Linked DNA regions of Mus musculus: all the other regions are linked to region 1. The links are chromatin contacts, called in public ChIA-PET and promoter capture Hi-C maps. All regions are on one chromosome and are shown on one strand. Each heading gives the region's core, a stretch centred on a gene start, on an enhancer-like site or on the middle of the called end of the contact. The rest is flanking DNA. Distances are from core to core; before and after follow the strand shown.

Region 1 (2,998 bases), core at 149-2,648:
CCCACTCACGTAGTGGCTATTCCATCCCTCCAGAGTGCATTCCAAGGAAAAAGTCCAAGAGCCATGGCTCTCGAGTTAAGTCGAACCTGGCAGGTTCCTTTTAATTAAAAAAAAAAAAAAAATCATTTCCTAAAAGAGAACCCAGGAGCTTGTCTATCCCTTTCTGTGGAGGCTCTTCCCTATAAACCACGGTGCAATACCCCAAGAGTCCTCATTTTGGATGGTCAGCTGAAGATGTTAAGTCCGAAAGCCTGCCTTTGTACCAAATTCCCACTCTCTAGGAGAAACAACCTCGTATTTAACCGTACCATCCTTCCCCACACTGAACATCCATCTGGGGTCAATCACAAAATTCAGTTTAAAAGTCTCACACAACCATAGAAGGTTTGGCCAAAATGGACTGACTTGTTGACCCTGCAAGAGGAGGGGAGCGTGAAAGACGAAAAGGGAAAGGGGATCATCAGGGTGAGCTGAACCAGAGGAGGTGGGCAAGATTGGAAACCAGGAGGAAAGAAGGAGCAGAGGGAGAGAGAAATACAGAGACAGACGCGTGTGTCCTTAAGTGATTCACTGGGATGAAGAGGAAGGAAGAAGCCAGCTTCCCCAACTGTGAATGACAGCAACTTCTCAGCTAAACTCGGCGCCCCGGGCTATGTCTACTTGCTGAGACAACGCCGAGAAGCGCAACAGACAAGTTCAGTCCTAACTTCTGAGTAGGTCCCACTTCCCAGCTTTACTTTCCAAAAGTGAAAAGGAAAAAGAGAAGAAGAGCGATCGAAACGGAGAGACTCAGCCCCCGGCTGCAAGCGCTGCCTGCTTTCTCCACTGCCACATGCTAACCATCTGCGGCTCGGGCGGCCCAGACCCCCGCCCGTCCGCCCTCGCCTTCCCCCGGCTTAGTGGGGCGGACGAGGTACCGCTGCACAAGTCATCAGGGAGGCTGGCTGCCCGGGATGGAACATTCAAGAAGGTCCTAGTGCTGGGGCGGGGCGCAAGCCGCTGCTGCCGCTCCGGCCAGAGGCAGGACGGGGGTGGGGGGACGGCGAGGGAAGCTGGGAGAGCGCCGGGGCGGCCTGACTTCGGGGGTGCGGGGCCGGGTCCTCTCGGGGAGACCCGGGGGCGGCTGTGAGAAGGGCTGAGCCCCACTCCAGAGCGAAGGGACCCCGGCTGCCCGCGGGGACCCCGCATCCGTCTCCAAGATCGGAGGAGCGCCTCACCTGGATAGCGGGCCGGGAGGAAGGCGACAGCTCGGCTCGGGTCAGTCCTGTCGCCTGCAGTCCCCGCTAGCTAGCTCCCTGCCGCCCTCAGCCTGCTGGCAGTGCGACTGGGCAGTAGAGGGAGCCAGGCGTCCCTTTTATATTCCCCTGCCGCGCCGGCGCGCCGGAGAGGGGGCGGCCGCAGCCCTCGCTACGTGCGCTCTGTCACACCAGCTCCCGCGCCACTGCGCAGGCGCTTGCGGCGAGCCTCCCACCCACCCGGGAGTCGCCCAGGCCCGGGGTGTTCCAAGCCTAGGCTGGCCCACGCGAGGACGCAGTGCGCCTGCGCAGAGCTCCTGCCACGCCACCGTTCCCGTGGTTACCATGGGGCTTCCACCACCACCCCCGCCCGGGTTCCTGTAGGATTTAGCGCCTTCATTTCAGGGTCAGCGGCGGGTCTCAGAGCCATCGAAGCCATCAGGAAGGACAGTTGTGCAAAATTAGGAGAAGTTTATAAGAATTTAGGAAATAAAGTGGAGGTGTGGAGTGGGAAACAAGACGGTGTATCCGGGGTGACTGTCGGGGCTGGCTTGGCCCACAGGGGTTTTTGCTTTAATAAGCGTCTTTTTTACACTTTTGAACACGAGGATTTCGCTTAATCTCCCACCCGCATACTTTATGGGTGAATAATAGATGACAATTGAGTGTCATCTGAGGTTAAATCCTAACCCACTCTGTATAAAGTTAGATTTTAACTTCCCTGTATCTTGGGTGCTACATCTGCAAAGAAGGAATACAATATTATCTGTTCCCTAGGCCCTAGGCTTGCTGTGAGAAACAATGAGACAATGAATGAAAAAGCACTTACTTAGCACATGCCTAGGATTCAGGAAGAGCATGGAAACATATAATGGGGCTGGGGAGGGGGTGTACCAGGATGTTGGGTTTTGAGCATTTACCTAACATGGAAAAAAAAGGCCTTAGACTTTATTACCTAGCCTCAAACAAACCAGCACAGAAACAAGCATCAACAACAGTAAGTCTGGAGATGTGGCACACACAGCTAAGATTTCAGTTCCCAGCACCGTGCTGGGTGGTGGCTCACAACATCCTGAAACCCCAGGTCGGGCAGATCAACAACTCTGGGCTTCCAAGAACACCGGTATTTAACCACACAAGACACATACGTATAGTTAAAATGAATAAAATTAAATCTTTAAAAAAATACTACTGAGCACACTATATAAGGCACGAACTGTGTTTGAGTTTAGTCTTGATCTAAAAGAAGAGAACCTTAGTTACTGGCAATAAGGACAATGCCAGAGATAATTTACTTCCTGTCAGGGAAAGAAAGACTTTTCTAACATTTGTTACTCGTTTAAAACTGTAAAGTTTTCCTTGCTTGCTAAAGTATGGAACTGATTGGCACTTATCTGGGACAGAGAGACAAAGAGCTTCAGGCGTCTGAAAGCAATGGTTTCTAAAAGTGTGGCTCTGTGGGTCTAGTCAGGAGCAGTAGAGCCAAAAATGTTTTTGTAGGACGATTTCGATTCTTTTGCTATAATGACAACACAGTTGGATTTTCCAGAGACTTCTGCTCCTTTGTCATGGTTTAAGTGTGAGGCATATCCCAACCAGGCCACTAGTAAGAGAATTTACAGAAGAAAAACAAAAAAAGCAAAAAACCACACAGCCACCCCACTAATACTCTTAAGATGTTTTTATTAAAAATGTTTTTCTGCTAACTTGTAATATAGTTGTTTTAAAATGCACAAATAAAGCTATTTTATATATTTTTTTAA
Region 2 (2,998 bases), core at 141-2,640, 950 kb before region 1:
GCCACACTGAGCCCATAAGTCCTAAGAGCCTCAGGGAGCACACGTGGTTTGCAGTCATCATAGACAACCAACAACTCAATGGTGGACAGTCAAGACAAGCTACCATTCTTCAGTATGACCTTGACGTGAGGCACAGAGCCTGGAGTTTTAGACCAAGGCCATCAGGGTCCTCCCATCTACCTAAGAAGGAAGAAGGAACCCAGTTAACTAGACTGGCAGTCAAATGAACTACATGTGTATTAGAAATAATTTTTCCAAGGAAACAGGTAAGGGGTATAGTGTGACTCAGTAGAGGATGTTCGTTTACCGTGTGTTACGATCCAAGTTCAATGGCCCATACTACAGAGAGAGAGAAAAAGAAGTCTGGTTTTGGTGGTGTGGGTGAATCAGAACTCACGAGTTATGTATGACACAGAGCAAGCAGGACCAAGTGCGTTTCTTTTCATTTTTCTTGCACAAAAAAAAAAAAAAAAAAAATCTCATACACAGTCCAGACTAGCCTTGAGCTTTCTGTGTAGCACAGGCTGACCTCAAATTCAAAATCCTCCTACCTATGCCTTCCAAGTGTGAGTCCCCTGGCGCTGCCTTGCCAACCTGCAGTGCTTTTAAGAAAAATCATTTTAGAAACACTTGCTATAAAATAAAGGCTGGCCAATGGCTTTGCCAGATCAAACAAAAAAATTAAGAGTTCCAATGCAATCGGGACTACACAATTCCCTCCAAGACCTACTACGCTCCTGAGTTCACACAGAAGCCAAAAAAATCACCCCCCGGCCCGGGGCAGACACAAAGACGCTTCCTGCAACTCCCATACGAGTGCAGTCTGGGACAGAGGTCACGGGCCGACCTGACCTGCAGGATGGGGCTTCAAGGCCATGTCTATCACCTACACCAGGATAGAGTCAACACAGCGACGGAAGAGGTCATCGAGTGACCTCTCCCAACCTCCATCCCAGGGAGAACCGCAGTCACCCGCAAGGCCTTGCACAAGGCCTGCACACACAGGACAAGACGTCTCTCCCACCTCCCAGTGGTCCCCCAGTGCAGAGAATCTGGAACAGGTCCCCCTCCGCCACCAGCCCCGATCTGCGCCTGCGCACAGCGAGGCCTGCCTAAGCGCGCCCCGGGAAGCGAGCGGAGGGCGAGGCCGGTACCGCAGGACTGCCCGGTTCCCGGGACCCAGGGGACGCTATAGCGTTCTTCTCTACCAGACCAGGGGACCCTTCTAAGCTCACCGGTGGCCAGAAGGCTGGCGAAGAGGGCGAGGGCGTACATGGCGCCGCTTCACTTCGCAGGCTGCAATGCAGAACGTCAGCTGACCAGACGAATATAAATCTACCCCCCAACCTCGCCGCAGACGCCAGTGCGCAGGCGCGGGCCCCGCCCAAACTGGGCGCAGCTTGACTCAGCGTCGCGCAGCGCGCCTGCGGGGAGGGAGGGTGCGAAGAGGAGCAGGCTGAAAACGCCCAGGGAAGGTGGCGGGAAGGCGCGGGTGGTGGTAATAAAAGAAAACCATATCTGGTGATTAAATCAAGGTCAGGCGCCGAACGGTATCTAACGCCTCTCTTTACCTTTGCAATGTGAGGAATCCAGCCCAGGGCTGGTACCAAGCCCTGAACTGCATCTTGTGCTCCCCCACCCCACCCCACCCCTGAGCCCCAGCATCTTTTAAGTATTACTATTTGTTTTTGAGATGCCGAGTCACTATGGCCTTGCTGGTCGACAATTCAGTGTCGCAGCAGACCTGGAACTCTCAACCTTCTGCCTCAACCCCTTGGAGAATGGTTGGGGGTTGGGGGGCGGGAGCAGGGATTTTTGTTTGCAGTCGCCGGTATTGAACCCAAGGCATTATACTTGATATCAAGTGTTGTACCTCCAAGCTGCACACCACCATTCCCCCCACCCTCCCAGCTCACTCCTTACTTTATTTTTGAAAGAGGGTGTCACCAAATTCCCCAGAAAGTCTCTGAACATGTAATTCTTCTGCCTGACCCTTGTACAGTGGTAGTTAGGGGTTTTTTGTTTGGTTGGTTGGTTGGTTTGGTTTGGTTTGGTTTTTGGTTTTTCGAGACAGGGTTTCTCTGTGTAGCCCTGGCTGTCCTGGAACTCACTTTGTAGACCAGGCTGGTCTCGAACTCAGAAATCTGCCTGATTCTGCCTCCCGAGTGCTGCTGGGATTAAAGGTGTGTGCCACCACGCCTGGCGGTGATTAGTTTTTTTGGTTAGTTTTTTTGTTCGTTTGTTTGTTTGTTTGTTTTGGTTTTTCGAGACAGGGTTTCTCTGTATAGCCCTGGCTGTCCTGGAACTCACTTTGTAGACTAGGCTGGCCTCGAACTCAGAAATCTGTCTGCCTGCTGGGATTAAAGGCGTGGGCCACCACGCCCGGCTAGTGGTTAGTTTTTTAAGACAGGGTTTCCTGTAGCCCAAAGAGGCTGACAACTGGCTGTGCAGCTGAGGATTCGTGTATCTCAGGCAGTCCTCGAACTTCAGTCACTTCCAAATCCTGATCTGCCTGCCTGTGCTACCATACATGTTCTGTTTGGTTCTAGGAACCAAACCCAGGCCTTCAACTCATGTCGGGCAATGACTCTACCAACTGAGTGGCATCTCCAGCCCCCATTTATTGTGATTCGTGCCGTGCTAACAGATGAGACTCAAGCACAAACAGGTTACAGATTTGCCTACATCTTTACACTCAGGATTCAAATTCACAGGCTGCCATTCTGCAGTTGTCAATCAATACAAACTCAGAAAACGGCAAACGAGAGACGCCTTTATTTGTGATCTTGGGAACTGCAGACTGCAAGATAGACTCAGAGGTCTCTGAATCAGTGTTGGTGAGAAGGCAGGGAGAATGGAAGTCTGAGTGTGTAAGCAGAAAAAAAAGAGGAAAAAAAAAACAATAAAAATGTATTTTAGGCAACTTGTGTTGCTTGGAGAAAGAACAGATGCTGTGTAATAGACTCGTGACGGATGGAAGATAAAGACAAGCATGCAT
Region 3 (2,998 bases), core at 218-2,717, 940 kb before region 1:
TCTAAGTCCCTGGCACTGTGGACAGTTTTTTCCCTGATCAGTCTTTTGCCCTGGTGATAATAAGCTTAAAGCATAAGCCTGCAATTCTCTTTAATCTCAGAGTCCCGAGGAGGTTTGGGGAAGAAAGAGAAAGCTTTGTTCTCAGAGCCGGGGCTAGGACGATTGGCTGGGCAGGAGCTCTCCTGCGCCACCTTTGCCCTGGACAGGGAGCAACGTGTGTTTCTAGAAAAGGCTTAATTTTGGAAGGCAGGTGGGGGCTCCTGGAGGGGTGGGGGTGGAGAAAGACTGCTCACCTGATAGCTCTCTCTCTCTCTCTCTCTCTCTCTCTCTCTCTCTCTCTCTCTCTCTCTCTCTCTCTCTCTCTCTCAAGTGCCCCGACACGCATCTTGCCTTCTGTGGCCTTAGGAGACCAGGTGTGTGCAGGGGGCACCTGGTGTGAGAAGGGGAGGCTAGCCCTCCCTCTCCCCGTCCTCCCTTCCTTCTTTTTTCCCTAGACAGGGTCTCTTCTAGCCCAGGCTGGCCTCAAACTCAGAATGTAACCTTGCATTCTTAATCCTCTTGTCTCTATTTCTCAAATGCTAGGGTCACATGAAATTCTGGGGTCACATGAAATGCCGGGGTCACAAGGAATGCTGGGGTCACAAGGCATTCTGGGGTCACATGATGAAATGCTACAGTCACATGAAATGCTGGGGTCACAGGCATGTGCTATCAGACCTCATTTTTACCATGCTGAGGGTGAAACTATGGCTTCATGCATACGAGGCAACCACTCTACCAACTGAGCCACATGTCCAGCCTGAGAGTGGGTCCCTGAAACTCACCTTTTTCCCCAGAATGCTTTTGAGAGGGACTAGGGACTCCTTCACCACACCCACTAATAGCCCTGGGCATCATCTTGGTGGGTGAGTGAACACAGAGAAGCTGTGGCCTCACCCTTGGTATGTAAGAGCCAAGTCACAGCCTTGTGAAACTGTTGCTCTGGGGGTGGGCATGGGAGAAGAGCACAGGGCCAGTGTGACCCAGGAAAGAGGAACCAAAACTACCAGGGTAAGACTGTCCCGGACCATTGCCCTTCTATACATGGGCATGGGCAACTCCAACAGCCACTAGGACCAGGGTTTAAGTTCAGTGCCCTGCCCCCCAGCATGCAGTGGACGACGTAGGTGACCCCCTTTACTCTATATGCCTATCCCCCACATACAGAAATGGCACACAGATCGGAGGCTTGCTAAAAAGGTTTCCTACCCTATGCATGCCCTGCACATGATAAGGTTCCAGATACATAGTGGGTCTGTGTCTTCCCCATGAGACCTTGAGATGTTGGCCTGGAATTATCCATAGCCCCATAAGGAAACTGAGGACAGAGGTGTCTCATGTGAGTGAGAAGGGTTTCTTTTGCCCTGTATATTGAGCCACTTGGCGTCTAGCTCAGCACCATTACCAAATAAGGAAACGTTCACAAGTGGGCTGTGGGAAGCTCAAACAGCGCCAAGGGCAGCACCATGCTAATCAACCAAGAGCCACCTCCAAGGAGCCTTCTCAGTCCTCTGTGCATCTGGGATTCTGAGACAGGGAGACATAGGCTACGGCAAGGGCAGAGGCAGGGGCAGGGGCAGGGGTAGGGGCAGAGGCAGAGGCAGAGGCAGGAGCAGGGACAGAGGCAGACAAGAGCAGGGCACAGGCAGAGGCTAGCTGTGATTCTCTTTGGCAACCACTTGACCCCTTTCTAAGCCCTCCTCACACCATCACAGCCCTGTAAGAGCTAAGTGAGGCTAGGCTAGCTTTATCTTACTGGACTAAGGAACGCCAGAGAGGTGAGGTGGCTGGTGAGAGTCATTCAATGCTTACTGGTAGTGTTGGACCTTGCAACAGTTCCTGAGCCTTCGTTTTGACACCCGGCTGGGGGCAGTCCCTTTTCTCAAGAAGTGTACCAGGCTGCAGAAAACAGGGAGAAGGCAGATAGATATTCATGTCTCCACTTCATGACCTCCCCTAGAGACAGCCATCATCTGTCTCTCTCTCAAAACAATGAGCACGTGACCTCCTGGCCTCCTCCCTGGCCTGGGATTGTGGGACTAAGATGAAGGTGATACCCCGGAATGCACAGAAACTTCACATGTCCCATCTCCCTCTGCCTGTGTCCTCTTGCTGCACACAGGAGAGACACCTCGCCCACCTGGCTCTGCAGTGGATGGATGCCCCTGTGAAAAACCTCCTGCTTGCAACCAAAGGGCCATCAGAACCCTGATCTTTCAGAGAACAGATGAGAAATACACACATTTGGTCAGGCAATGCTCATACGTGACAGTATTTTCAGGGATGCACACATTTGAAATATTAAAAAAGATTTGTTTGTCAAACCTGAAACCCAAAGCCCACCCCTAAGTGACACACTTTCTCCAACAAGGCCACCCTTCCAAAAACGCCATTCCTTATGAGTCTGTGGGGGCCATCTTCATTCAAAATGCCAGACAGGCATATGCTGGAATCTGTTCTTTTTGTCCGCAGGCAGGAGGGATGGCTCAATGGCTAGTTAAGAGCCCTGGCTGCTCTTCCAAAGAACTTAGGTTCAAGTCTCAGTACCCACATGGTAGGCCACAGTTGTCTGTAACTCAGTTCTAAGAGATCTGATGCCCTCCTCTGGCCTCTGTGGGCACCAAACATACACATAATACACAGGCATACATGCATGAAAACCACTCATACACATAAGGCAAATTTTTAATTTAAATTATTTATAATCCTTTATATTATATGTAATATAATATTGATATATTATATATAAAATGTTATATAATATAATGATATGTATTATATAATAATTCATAATTATTTAATTATATGATATATAATAATATATTATAATATATAATTACGTAATAATATGTATTATTATATGTTGTCTTAGTTAGAGTTTTACTGTTGTGAGCAGATACCATGACCAAGGCAACTCTTATAAGGACAGCTTTCTTTTTCTTTCTTTCTTTTTTTTTTT
Region 4 (2,998 bases), core at 132-2,631, 900 kb before region 1:
CTTGAACTCCCTATAGCTGAGAATGACCATGAAATTCCGATCCTCCCACCTCCACCTCCCACGTTCTGGGATTGCAAGTATGCATCACCACACCCAAATTTATGTGGTGCTGGAGAACTGAAGCCAAGCTTTCTATCCACTAGGCTCTATTCTCAGCCTGACACAGGTCTAACTTTTGGTCTTTGTGTGCCCTGAGGTGTATCACAACTCCAGTTCTGGTTTCCCCTAATAGGCTACAGAACACAGGCAGCCAGTGAGGGTTTTCTGCTGAAAGCTAGCTGCGGGTCTCACATCATAGTGCAGGGCACGACCACACTTCCATCAGGCCCCTGCTAGACAACAGGTTAGCAGATTCCTACCAACCTTCTAATTAGGGACCTGAGAGGAGGTCTTGGAGCCACCTGGGTCTCACTGCCCATTCTGTCCAGCTTTGTATCTGCTACCTGAGTCTGTTAATGTCTTCCGCTGATATAAATGTTCAGCATGACAGAGCGGGGCCAAGGACAGATGTGTATGTTTCCTTTTTTATATTTTCTCACTTCTCCTTTATAGACAATTGCTTATTTTGTCTAAACCTTACAAAAGCCCAAGAAACGTCAGGAGGGCCGTCTCAGGCCTGAAGTTAGCTAGAGTCCTGGAAAAGAAAGCTGGACTGGGAGACCTCAAAGAATCGTGTACATCACCAGGACTGGAACTTATAACCTGAAGTTTGGCTTGCTGTCCAACACTGGGCCCTTTACAGCAGTCTTGGCGAAGCTGGCCCTTTTACAGACCCAGCAATACTTACCACTCATCATCACTCAGAAGTGACATGACCTCCACCTCAGGAGTGCCAGCAGTCCAAAGGGGTCTTAAGCTAATGCCAAGGGGGTCCAGCTCCCTCTGAGCTTCTTGGTGAGAACCCTTTCCACATCTTGTCCTGGGGGCTCTGTGAGAAAGCACCAAGAACACTTCTGCAACCTGTGGCTGCCCAGGGAAGGAGGACGGTGGCTTTTCAAAATTCCAGGAAGCATCCTCAGAGGGACAGGAAGGTCCTCATGTTCAGGGTGGGCAGCAGCATGGGGGGGGGGGGCTCAAGCTGGACAACTCTCCTTGAAGCCGTGCCCCTGAACTCTCTTCCTTGGGGCTGGAAGCTCCTCCCAGCCTCGTCCTCAAGGGTAGGGATGGAGCAGCCCTGGCGAGTCCCCCGGGACGCAGCTAAGTCGGGAACAAAGGCCCACGGAGGGGTCGAGGAGAGCGAGGCTCCCAGGGGGGATAGGGGGGGCTGCTGCCCTTCCTCCCGGCTCCTCCCTCCTCCCTGAGTCCTCCGCCTCCTCCATCCTCTTCGAGAGGCCGGGTGGGCGGCCGCGCCAACTTCACCGAGCGTCCCCAAGTTGCCGGGTGCGCGTGTGGAGTGAGGTGGGGAGTCTGGAGGAGAGGCGCGGGGCTCCCAAAGTTGCAGCTGCCGGCTCAGGAGGCCGCCTCCGGTCGCTAGCGGGATCGGAGTCGTGGGTAGGACCGATCGTTCGCCTGCAGCTAGGACACCGCCCGCCTGGCGCCGCTTCCCGCCCAGCGAGGGGACCAGCCCGGCCGCGCCTCCCTCCCCGCACTAGCCGAGGACGCAGAGTGGGCGCCGTGGGGAGCGCAGCCCCAGCATTTTCTGAGCCGAGAGCGCAGTTGGGGGCGGATGCTGCCGGGGCTGGACGCCGACCTCCGGAGTGTCGGATCCGCCCGCCGGGAGGAGGAGGCTCGACCGGGGTAAGTGGGGCGCCCGCGTCCCGGCACCGCCTCCTGGGCCCCAGGCGGTCACCGACCGCATCCCAGAGCGCGCGCCAAACTTTTGGAGGAGAAGGGGACCGGCGGAGGGCGGGCGGGGAGTTCCCTGCGCGGGGAAAACCCCACGCTGCCAAATTCTCATCTGCCATGTACCCACAGCCAGGTCACCGCACAAACCACAAGTGAGGCATCTTCACGCCGAACGTCCTGCATACTCCCAAGTGCAACTCCTGCTTCTAGGAGCCTCCAGGGTTGGGAACTTTTAAACCAGCTTGGGTTCTTTGCTGGTCCCGCAGCTCCACCCACCATTGAAATGGAGCCCCCAAACTCCATAGCAGGGGACTACTAGCTGCCCGGGCTTTGGGAAGCGGTGCCTGAGACCCACTGAGGCCCAGGAACGGGGAGAAAGAAGCAATCGTTGAAGTCACTTGTCCCGGGCTAGCAAGGGCGGATTTGGTGTGGAAACTCGGCGTCTAGATGATGTGCCTGGGTATGCGCAGCCCTTCCGGAGGTAGATGGGGGAGACCAGAGCCAGTGATTTGGAAACTTTTAAAGTTCTTCTGGACTGGGGTCTTTAAGCTGTAAGGAAAAGGCTGTGTGCTGGTGCTGCGCCTGACAATCTGCGTGGTGTTCGTGACAGGGCGTTGCAAGGAAGCTGAGACCCTGGCGGATGTGCTTCCTCAGAGGAACTTCCATAGGGGATCTCAGCTCGGGGCCATATAAATGGGGCCGTGGATTGAGCTGAGACTAAAGTCAGGATGAAACCAGGCTTGTTGGCCTGTCTTGTACCAGAATGTCTGCTTGGTTTCTGATTCGTAGTGTCCTGCATGTCCTAAGGATCTTGGGGCTAGTGCAGTGCTGGGCACCCAGTCTTAGCTGTCTGGTGATTGAGGGCACCGGTAGTGAATTATGGACTTGCCTCAAGCGGAGCCCAGTGAGCCTCGGCTGAATTGGCATTGATCTTCTTGGAGAGAAAAAGACCTTGCTGGCTGCAGGAAGCCCTGCCTGGTGTCTTGGGTGGTGGTGGTGGGGTGTGTGTGGCCGGAGTCCACTGTGCCTCATGGTCACCTCTCCCTCCTCAGAGCAAGAGGAAGGTTCCATTTCAGCATCTGGCTATGTGGGGGAAAGGAATGGGATTGGAGAAGTTGGGTGCTGTTTGGCAGACTTGGGGAGTTCTGCAGTAGACAGTGGAAGTAGATTACATTAATCCTCCCATGCCCCCACTGTGGGTGGAGGTGAGTTA
Region 5 (2,998 bases), core at 131-2,630, 780 kb before region 1:
CGTGGCTGCCCTGCGGGAGGGAACGCGCCTCCTATTCCCTCCCTGATCTACAGGTGCGGGTAAACAGAGCTGCGGCGCCGGCCGGTCCGCAGCCTCCTCCCCGCCCCCACCCGCAAAGCTTTGCCCAAGGTTAAGTCGGCTTGCGGCGGGCTTCTGCCAGGGACCCCAAACCAGCTCCTGGGGGCTCTCGCTTCTGCTTCTCATGCCCACCGGACCAAGGATGGGGTCCCCTTGCTTCACCGCCGAGCTTGGTCCAGGAAAACCAGCCTACCTGGCCTGGCTCTGGCGACCACCCTGAGAGAGAGAGAGGAGAGCGCCTCGGGCATTTTCACTGTGCACCCCCCCCCCCGCGCGCCCCATTATGGACACGCCTTCCACCATCTCTTGGAGGTTGGGGGAACCCTTCCCCAAACTCAACGCCCTGGCCACCGCTCAGTCCTTGAGCCTTCTGTCCCCTTCTTCCGAAGCCCAAGGAGGGGTCGGAGGACACCCTTGCGGCCGCTACCTTTCCTGCCGGCCCCACCCAGATCCGCTCCCTCTGCCAAGAGCAGTGTGTGCAGTCTGCAGCATTCACCCGGCAGGGGCCTAGCCCGGGGACCGATGGCAAGGAGGTGGGGGTGGGGGGACAGGCGGGGCCCAGCAGCAGCCAGGGCCCGGGTCCCCACATCCCGCACCCCTGCTCCGCGCCACGCCACAAGGCAGACCCCGTCGCGAGCGTGCGCCCCTAGAGCATGTTCTCGTCTAGGACACTCCGGGAGGCTGCGGGAACTGAAGGTCCCAAAGCTGGTGGCCACGGGAACACCGGAGGGGCTCGGGGCTGGGACTCTCGGTGTTGTTTACACTTGGCGTAGTTAGCCTGGCAGGCCCGAGAGGCTCCGGCTCCGACACGCGGCGGTGGCTCCCAGCGCGCGGGGTCTCTGCTCCCGGCCTCCCCACCCACAACCCGCGCCCGGCCCGGCCCTCCGCGCCCCGCCGCTCACGTCTCGGAAGCGGTTCCAGTGCTTAATCTTGCCGCTGTACTGCGAGATGGACGACAGCCATTGCTCGTCCTCCATGAAATTGCCGGGGGTCTCGCCCTCCTTGAGCCCCTTGGCGTCGCCTTCAGCCAAGGCGACCACGGCGAGGAGCAGCAGCGGCAGAGCCAGCCGCCCGGAGCCTGGAGCGCGCATCGTGGTCTGGGCTTGGACCTGGGGGGGTCTGGACTTCAGCAGGATTTGATGTCCTTCCCTCCACCGCGCCACTGGCGAAGCGCTGCGGTCCTCCTCAGCCCTCCTCCTGCTGTCTGACTCCAGTGACTGACGGAGGGTGGGTCGTGGCTGAAATGTGACCTGGTTAGCAGATGCACTTGTCTGAAAAAGCCCAGCGCTGGACGCGGAGAGGGAGAGAGATTCAGAGAGGCTGCGCCAGCGGGGGCTGTGTCTGTAACTGTAGCATCAGCATCACGTTTGACATCATCATACCTGGTTAAAAAAAAAAAAAAAAAAAAAAAAAAAGGAGGGGGTAGATTTCAAAGCAGAGCGCTGGATCAGAGCAGCCAAGCCAGCCAAGCCGCAGCGCAGGGCTGCGCAAGTCAGTCCAGCTCTCAAGGAGTTGCAAGCCAGGGAAGCAGAACCCTGAGATGTCCCTGCTGTCTATCTAAGGGTGGACAGCAAAGAAGGGCTCCGGGGTCTTTCATAGGGCTGGAAAGAGGATGAAAACTCTCGGGTTACCAAGTCAGCTGGGCTCAGGTGTCTAAAAGGGAATCTGGCCACAGACAGTTTCTTCTCCCTTGGCCTCCTCCCACCCCACACCCCACACCCCCGAGTGGCCTGTGCCACCGCTCTGACAGCTGGCTCCCCGCGAGTTATGGCGCTTCGGTAATGGGTGGCTTCCTTAAGACAAAGGCGGTCTAACAACTGGCTGCCTCTGAACTATTGCTCCCCCTGGCCCGCCGCTCTTTTCAACGCATGGCCCCAACCCTGAATGGCTGGTGAAACATGGGCAGATGTCCTCCTCTTCCGCAAGCAGATGTTTAGGGGCTGTCACCCTTTTGTTAGCTTTTCCTAGGGCAACCCTAAAAGACACATGCGTGTCTAGCCATCTCATCTGCCTTGAGTCTGCAAATCTAAATGGGCCCAGCCATTTGCTTGTGACTTTGACTTCATGTTGAGTTTGATGATGCACTGGGGAAGGAGACAAGGCGGGAGGAGGCGGGTTCTGTTGGAGGCTGTTAGGTTCTTGTTAAAACTGTGACCCTTGTCATTGCCTATAGACCTGTGCTGCCTTACCAGCTGGGAAGGCTGGCAGCTGGGCACAGACCCAGGATCAGAACAGAACTGAAATTTACATTACAAATAAAATGAAGACTACGAAAAGGGCAAACCATATTAAACTTTTGGGCCCCAAGCCCTAGATTGTGTTTTTATAAAAGACTTGGCTGCTGTGATGTTAAAATAAAATAAAATAAAATAAAATAAAAATTAAAGGCAATGAAAGAACATGATCTTAATCAATAGGAAAAAACACAGGTTGTGAGGGTTACAGTCATCCAGGGCCTGGCATGCCTCCTGAGTGTTGGGTGCCTCAGTAGCCTGGGCTGGGTGGGGACCCCTGGGAAAACACAAAACAATAGTTTCCCTTCCTGTGGTGCTGCTGCAAGCTCCAGATACTGACATCTGCATCTCACAATGGATGCAGAGCCCTCCAGGCGGTACCAGGGAGCTTCACAGTGGAGTCCTTCTCATACGGACTGGAGGGGACTGAGGATCCCAACTTCCATATAGAGTGTCATTCTAACGCCACACATATATAGCATGCGATGGCTATGAAACTTGAGCAGAGTTATCCCAGGCATTTCAAAAGCAAAAGAGTTTGTCCCTTGGGTTGGAGAGGTGATAATCCATCTTCATCATCTTTCCCACATCTTTTTTTTTTATGATTTATTTATTGCATTATGAGTGTACACTGTCGCTGTCTTCAGACACACCAGAAGACACACAGATGGTTGTGAGCCACCATG
Region 6 (2,998 bases), core at 127-2,626, 760 kb before region 1:
GCTAGCTACAGCTCCTCAGGCTCTGTGTGTGTGTGTGTGTGCACATCAGGGCCAGCTACAGCTCCTCAGGCTCTGTGTGTGTGTGTGTGTGTGTGTGTGTGTGCACATCAGGGCTAGCTACAGCTCCTCAGGCTGTGTGTGTGTGTGTGTGTGTGTGTGTGTGTGTGCGCGCGCGCACGCACATCAGGGCCAGCTACAGCTCCTCACCCTGTCAACAGGGCACTCCTACTTCTGGTTCTTCCACTCACAATACTGAAGTCCTTGACGCCATCGGACAGAGCTGGAGTCCCTTCTGACAAGGATGGCTTTCCTTGCACTAAGAGGAAAGGGACTTCCTCCCCAGCCACCTGCAAGTCTCTGCTGGAGTGTGCAAGGTCTGCTTACAGCGTGGCCTCTCCTAGGGAGGCTATAAAACCTTCTGCAAGTAATCACTTGGGGTTGCACTTTTGGACGGCTGGCCCACAACTCGCTGCTGATGCAAGTATTATCAAGTTTAAGACTGCTGTTAAGACCAAATGACCTATTAGAGAGTGAATTAAAACCGATATATACAAACAGGATGCCAGGCAGTTCTGCTGAGCACCTCAATATGCAAAATGCTAAGGGACTTCCCCTCCCTGCAGAGCCTTTCCATTTTGAAAACTAGCAAGAAAAAAACACGGAGCAGGGGGCGGAGGTGGTGGAGCCAGGAGGTTGTGCTGACAGGGCTGGAAAGCTTGTGCCTGACCTCCATGCAGGCCGCACATGGTACCATTCGAGAGCTGGCATCTGAGACGGGCCGATGGCAGCTCGATCTGTTGCCAAGTTTCTTCCCCAGAAAATCCTACCTCGAGGCATGGCTATTACTGTTTTACCACAGTAAACTGTCTGGCGGCTGCTTGGCTGAGAGCCTCCTCGGCCCCTAAGCCTGTAATGCAGCTCTGAGGGTAGCTGCTGTCTCAGAGCTGACCCAGGGATGTTTCTGCAAAGAGCTGCCATGGGAAGAACCAGTGCTCATTAAGCTTTGCGACCACTCTCCTTTCTATTTCCTGTCTGGTCACCTTCCCGCAGACAGTGCTCATAACAGTACTCAACGGCCAGGAGAAGGTTCACAGGGAGGAAGTACGGGTCAGCAGAAGCAAAGCCCTACATCTTGTCTCACAGGAAGACCTAAGCAACTCTGGGGCTTTATCGAGGTTGGGCATCCAAGCCCTGACTGTTGGCTGTGTCAAAGTAACAAGTGGAGAAAAAGGGCATGGGGGATGGGGAGGCCAGTGGGGAGGGGAGAAGCACATGGGGATGGGATTCAAAAGTGAGAGCAGATCAGATGTCCTCAGGCAACAGGGTGTCTACATATGCACAAACAATAGCTGTCCAAATAATAGCTGAGCTAGGAACAACTCTTGCAAGCTAGAAGGCGGACTGCCACATGCTATCAACTCCGTTATTGTCACCTCATTAGACAAGACTGCACCCTCAGCCAGAGCTACAGGACACACACCTTCAGTACTGTCACCAGAGCTGTACACATTGTGACACCCACTTATGTCCCCATGGTCCTGCTCAGCCAGCCACCTTCCCTCTGTGAAGGCGTGGCCAGACTCAAACAAGCAAAAGGCTTTTTGGAGGAGAAAGCATTATCATGCCCAAGCATGCCTTGAGAGTTGAAAGCCATAACAATCTAAAAAACAGTCATTGAAATTCTGCTGGATTTCTAGCCAGACAGCTTTCTCCCTAGCTTTTAATTTTTGACAATAATGCTCTGCCGTGACTCTAAAATGATTTCATGGATGGAAATTTGTCCTTTTCAGAGCAATCACCACTTCACAGCACTACAGACTTCACTTGTTCTTATGCCAATTCCCTAACTCTTAGAGCAATAATCACACACAAGTACCACAAGGGTGCCTACCCACAGCGCTTTCCTTCAGTCAGGAGCCGTGTGTGTGTGTGTGTGTGTGTGTGTGTGTGTGCTGGGTATGCACTTAGGCTTGCAGGGCACACTCATATGGAGTCCAGATGTCAACACTAGGTATCTATCTCTTTATTACTTCCTGCTTTTTTTCTTGACTTATTTATTTATTTTATGCATATGAGTACACTGTCTCCAGACACACCAGAAGAGGGCATGAGATCCCATTACAGATGGTTGTGAGCCACCATGTGGGTGCTGGGAATTGAACTCAGGACCTTTGGAAAAGCAGTCAGTGCTCTTAACCGCTGAGCCACCTCTCCAGTCTCTCTGCTTTATTTTGTAAGCCTGTTCTCACTGAGCCTGGAACCTGCTGTTCTGTCTGTCCAGCCAGAGAGTGTGAGGGATCCCTCTGTCTCCTCACCCCCAGCACTGTGATTACAGGTAAACGCTGACATGCACTGGTCTATGCTGTAGACTACTGTAAACAGGTGGATCCCTGGGGCCCATAGTCAGTCAGCCTAGCAAACTGGTGAACTCTAGGTTTAGTAAAAGACCAGTTTCAAAAAAATGTTAAAATTACTTTCTGCTCTTACAATGGACCCAGTTTTGGTTCCCAGCACCCACATAGTAGCTCATAATGATCTGTAAATCTGTAACTCTAGCTCCAGGGGATCTGGCCTCCATGGGCATCAGTAACTCATGGCATGGGCACATACGCGCGTGCACACACATACACACACACACACTCTCTCTCTCACACACACACACATATATACACACACAGAAAAGGCACACATATGCACAGGCACACACAATAACTACAATAGATCTAAACAGAACCAACACTTGACTCATATCTTCAGTGAGTAACACACAAAACAAAGAACAGATCCCTAGGCATGCCTGCGGATGAGTGTTTCCAACAGTAAGAACAGGTACCCATTCAAAGCACTCCTGGGAAGGAGCTCAGGACTAAATACCCACCCCCTTCCCCAGCCAGGCATCTCTCTAGAGCTTTCTGCTTAGAAGATATCCAATAAATGTTACCACACATTTCATTCCGAGGAGAGCCAGCAGTGAGTCCCGGAAGAGCAAGGGCAACCT
Region 7 (2,998 bases), core at 238-2,737, 710 kb before region 1:
TTTTTGAGACAGTGTTTCTCTGTATAGCCCTGGCTGTCCTGGAACTCACTTTGTAGACCAGGCTGGCCTTGAACTCAGAAATCCGCCTGCCTCTGCCTCCCAAGTGCTGGGATTAAAGGCGTGCACCACCACACCTGGCTATACTGTTTCTGTCAAGGGTTTTGTCACAATCACAGGAAGCCAGCTAATCCACCTTACCATACCCTTTGCAAGGCTATCACCTTTATCTGCTTGAGTTCGATTGCCAGGGAAACACTGAATACTGAGAAACTAAATGCACAACAGAGCACAGAACAAAGGAGCCGCTCAAGGTCACATAACCTCAAGTCTTTAGGAGGTTTTGAGTCATGAGGTTATCCGGTCTTTAGCTCTACTGGAAATTCATAAGTAACCTTACTGGGAAATCTTTTAATAAGTAGAGAAACACTAAATTTTACCCTGCCTAATACTGCCACCACCAAAATAAACATAAAAATAAGCCAACCATATCTCTTCTAGCATGGTCTAAATTTAATATAAGACCAAACGATCTCTAAGACAGTGGTCTAAGTCTCCAGGGCCATTGTTCCCCTTTGCTCGGAATAGAGACTCCTACCTCAAGCCTGCTCATGGAAACGCATCAAGACCAACATCAAGTTCTTTACCCCAGGGTTTAATTACACTGGGCCCTGCTCCAAGTCTGCCATTATTTGGAGCTGGAACTGTTCTGCTCCATTAGGTTGGCCACCCAGGCTGGCGCCTGAAAATTCTAATGCTATTGACCTTCCACCCAGGAGAGGCAAGCAGGAAGTAACAGGAGGTTCCCGGGCAGCTCTGTCTGGATGAAAATAAGCATGCTTCCTTATGGCAAAGTCACATCTCCGAGGTTCTGCTTCTTTACACGTTAAGTAGGGTCTCAAAACAAATCCAAAGCAGCCTCCATCAGAGAAGTGCGTTGAAGCCCAAGCCAGAGTTCAGAGCCCCCAGTGTACGGCCTTAACTCTGCACCAAGCTGCTGCTTGTGGCCTACCACTGGCAACCACATCATCACCTCGGGCTTGCTCTGATTTGAGCTTCTTTTCTATCCTAGGAACCGAACTTACAGCTTCTCACATGCTAGGCAAGCATGCTACCACTGAGCTACATCCTGGCCCTTCTTTATGTTGAGACAGAATCTCACTAAGTTATTCAAGCCATCCTTTTACTCCATAGATAGCCCAGCGAGGGCCTGCACCTGCCATCCTTCTGCCTCAGTACCCCAGCAGCTAAGGTGGACAGCATCACACCCTCAGGCCCATCTCATGTCTGGTCTGGCACCCCAGGAAATGCTGGCGATGTACCTCTAGCACTGACAAGCTTGGGGGAGAGGCCCAGACAGTGAATGCTCCACCATGGAGCACTCCTTCTGCTTCCTTACCACTCAAGAGCAAGAGCCGAGCAGAGGGGAGCTTGCACGGGTGCACCTGCCTGTGGGCGTGCCTGCAAGCAGACAGGAAGCTCCCAGGCCTACAAGGCCGTGCTCACTGTGCAATGACTAAGAAACGAGCTTAGAAGAATCTGATCACTGTGCTCTGCCTTGACAGTAGATGCTGACTAGCAGGGACAAAAATAATCATCAATTATATACACGTCTGTCATCTTTTAGCAGGTCCAGGAGTTATGAAAGCTTGAGCCTTACTTGGCATTACTGTCCCAGGCTCTAATTCCACTGTTACCAGCCCACTGTGGCTAGACAAATCATTTCATGTTTCTCAGCTTCAGCTTCCTCTTCCATGAAAGAAGAGAGATCGCCTACCTTACCTCTAAGTCAAAGGTCCTATGCATCATTCACACAAAGCCCATGAATACGGAAGGACCTGCTAAGAAAATAGATAGGCCTTTGTGACAGACTCACCAACTCACTTCCTGGGACCCTGTGCAAACAGAAAGGAAATAAACATAAGGGCCTGCCTTCTTGCTCATTATATTTATTATTTTATGGCAAAGCTCCAACAAAGCACTTCAGGCAAATGATGTAAACTTCATCAGCATAGGAAGTTATTCAAATAAGGCAGAGTGCTGAGTGTTTGGCTCTGTAACCAGACACACCTAGCTGCTCTCAGCTCAGCATCTGTGAAACACCTCTGTCTCAGGCCATTCAGGAGACTGAATGAAATTTAATGAGGTCTCTGGCACACAGCAGCAGGGCTTCCTCCTGCTTTTTACATGCCTAGGTTTACACAAACCACTCTACAGTCCCCGTGCTAGCAGGACTGGGAACTAAATTAGGCTCTGCTGAGTCATTTTCATTATTCCTTTAAAATGTTTAGGAAAACCGACTTCCTCTGAGAGCCTCTATGTGTTATTAATGAATACTTTGTTGAGCTATATAAACTGATTCTTCTGGCTTATAAATTCTCTCTATTCAGAAAGTAGAGAGGTTCTTAGTAAGACAGAACAGTCAAGAATCAGCCATCATGTACCAGAGAAAAGAGCTTCACCATACAGTGCTTAAGTTTCCAGCCACTAAAGAGAAGAGCCTCTCCCTTCCTAAAGGAGGGACGCACTTCGGTTCTGTGAGAGCCGTGGCGACAAGCTTATGTTCCTCAAAGCTTAATGTGCCTCCCAAAGCAGCTTATAAGCATTAGTGCATTAGTGAGCACTGCTTCCAACAAAAGTGGGTCTCAAAGGCGGACCCTGATGACTCTGACCTCAGTGACTATCCAACCAAACTGGACCGAGGTAGCTCAGCTTCTACTCTGATTCTCCCACTCCCGTGCCCCCTTTCAGCAAAGCTAGGCACGGAACCCAGAGTCTCAGAACACTGGACACTGGGGAAGCACTCCACCACTGAACAGCACTCCCTGCCCCTCAGCAGGAACCTGACACCACTGTGTCCCTTGCTGCTGCTCTCTAATCCATAGGGATACTCCAAATCCTGATTGGTGTAATGATGTTTAACAACACAGCCAGCTGACACTCGTGCAGCACTAGCTACATGCCGTGGTCTGCTCTGAAATGACGTCATCTTCTTCATCCT

The links. Promoter capture Hi-C pulls out the DNA fragments that hold promoters and counts their contacts. ChIA-PET counts read pairs in DNA pulled down with a chosen protein or histone mark. Capture Hi-C pulls out chosen DNA fragments and counts their contacts.
Region 2: a contact with region 1 is called in a promoter capture Hi-C map of adipose tissue, with 2.5 times the contacts expected there. The contact joins the promoter of Psap here to the promoter of P4ha1 in region 1. A contact is called at or near these places in 5 of 39 promoter capture datasets (cranial neural crest, hippocampal neurons, liver and 2 more), 1 of 484 Hi-C or Micro-C datasets (the HPC-7 cell line), 2 of 115 datasets of contacts at active chromatin or transcription factors (large pre-B cells and pancreatic cancer cells) and 2 of 9 other capture datasets (adipose tissue and liver).
Region 3: a contact with region 1 is called in a promoter capture Hi-C map of pre-B cells, with 2.4 times the contacts expected there. The contact joins the enhancer-like site here to the promoter of P4ha1 in region 1. A contact is called at or near these places in 1 of 39 promoter capture datasets (pre-B cells), 1 of 484 Hi-C or Micro-C datasets (the HPC-7 cell line) and 1 of 115 datasets of contacts at active chromatin or transcription factors (pro-B cells).
Region 4: a contact with region 1 is called in a promoter capture Hi-C map of pre-B cells, with 4 times the contacts expected there. The contact joins the promoter of Chst3 here to the promoter of P4ha1 in region 1. A contact is called at or near these places in 2 of 39 promoter capture datasets (the C10 cell line and pre-B cells), 2 of 115 datasets of contacts at active chromatin or transcription factors (extraembryonic endoderm stem cells and large pre-B cells) and 1 of 9 other capture datasets (liver).
Region 5: a promoter capture Hi-C map of hippocampal neurons shows a contact between it and region 1, with 4 times the contacts expected there. The contact joins the promoter of Spock2 here to the promoter of P4ha1 in region 1. A contact is called at or near these places in 3 of 39 promoter capture datasets (cranial neural crest, frontonasal cranial neural crest and hippocampal neurons) and 2 of 115 datasets of contacts at active chromatin or transcription factors (embryonic forebrain and memory CD8 T cells).
Region 6: an RNA polymerase II ChIA-PET map of memory CD8 T cells shows a contact between it and region 1, with 12 read pairs. The contact joins the enhancer-like site here to the promoter of P4ha1 in region 1. A contact is called at or near these places in 5 of 39 promoter capture datasets (HPC-7-derived erythroid cells, embryonic stem cells, hippocampal neurons and 2 more), 2 of 115 datasets of contacts at active chromatin or transcription factors (memory CD8 T cells and regulatory T cells) and 1 of 9 other capture datasets (embryonic stem cells).
Region 7: an RNA polymerase II ChIA-PET map of memory CD8 T cells shows a contact between it and region 1, with 22 read pairs. The contact joins the enhancer-like site here to the promoter of P4ha1 in region 1. A contact is called at or near these places in 5 of 39 promoter capture datasets (the C10 cell line, embryonic stem cells, hippocampal neurons and 2 more), 2 of 115 datasets of contacts at active chromatin or transcription factors (astrocytes and memory CD8 T cells) and 1 of 9 other capture datasets (liver).

Annotation. Positions count from the first base shown.
Region 1 is chr10:59,321,696-59,324,693 of GRCm38.p6, reverse strand. It overlaps P4ha1 (procollagen-proline, 2-oxoglutarate 4-dioxygenase (proline 4-hydroxylase), alpha 1 polypeptide), which reads right to left and starts at 1,398. Exons shown (of 15, transcript NM_001316371.1): 1 at 1,218-1,398.
Region 2 is chr10:60,276,020-60,279,017 of GRCm38.p6, reverse strand. It overlaps Psap (prosaposin), which reads right to left and starts at 1,390. Exons shown (of 15, transcript NM_011179.3): 1 at 1,236-1,390. The coding sequence starts at 1,275.
Region 3 is chr10:60,258,775-60,261,772 of GRCm38.p6, reverse strand. No RefSeq gene overlaps it. Among named protein-coding and RNA genes, the nearest start is that of Psap, 17 kb to the left of the region's middle. Within about 2 kb of position 1,467, at least 89 of the 459 cell types and tissues checked have an H3K27ac peak or open chromatin away from gene starts, as enhancers often do. A contact at or near this core is called in pre-B cells and pro-B cells, where this site is marked.
Region 4 is chr10:60,217,643-60,220,640 of GRCm38.p6, reverse strand. It overlaps Chst3 (carbohydrate sulfotransferase 3), which reads left to right and starts at 1,381. Exons shown (of 4, transcript NM_016803.3): 1 at 1,381-1,737.
Region 5 is chr10:60,104,639-60,107,636 of GRCm38.p6, reverse strand. It overlaps Spock2 (sparc/osteonectin, cwcv and kazal-like domains proteoglycan 2), which reads right to left and starts at 1,380. Exons shown (of 11, transcript NM_052994.2): 1 at 981-1,380. The coding sequence starts at 1,169. It overlaps Gm51801 (a long non-coding RNA gene), which reads left to right. Exons shown (of 3, transcript XR_003949003.1): 3 at 1-277.
Region 6 is chr10:60,078,894-60,081,891 of GRCm38.p6, reverse strand. All of the region lies in intron 9 of Ascc1 (activating signal cointegrator 1 complex subunit 1), which reads right to left. Among named protein-coding and RNA genes, the nearest start is that of Spock2, 26 kb to the left of the region's middle. Within about 2 kb of position 1,376, at least 131 of the 459 cell types and tissues checked have an H3K27ac peak or open chromatin away from gene starts, as enhancers often do. A contact at or near this core is called in memory CD8 T cells, pre-B cells and regulatory T cells, where this site is marked.
Region 7 is chr10:60,026,885-60,029,882 of GRCm38.p6, reverse strand. The region is part of intron 5 of Ascc1 (activating signal cointegrator 1 complex subunit 1); the gene reads right to left. Among named protein-coding and RNA genes, the nearest start is that of Anapc16, 25 kb to the right of the region's middle. Within about 2 kb of position 1,487, at least 113 of the 459 cell types and tissues checked have an H3K27ac peak or open chromatin away from gene starts, as enhancers often do. A contact at or near this core is called in embryonic stem cells, hippocampal neurons and memory CD8 T cells, where this site is marked.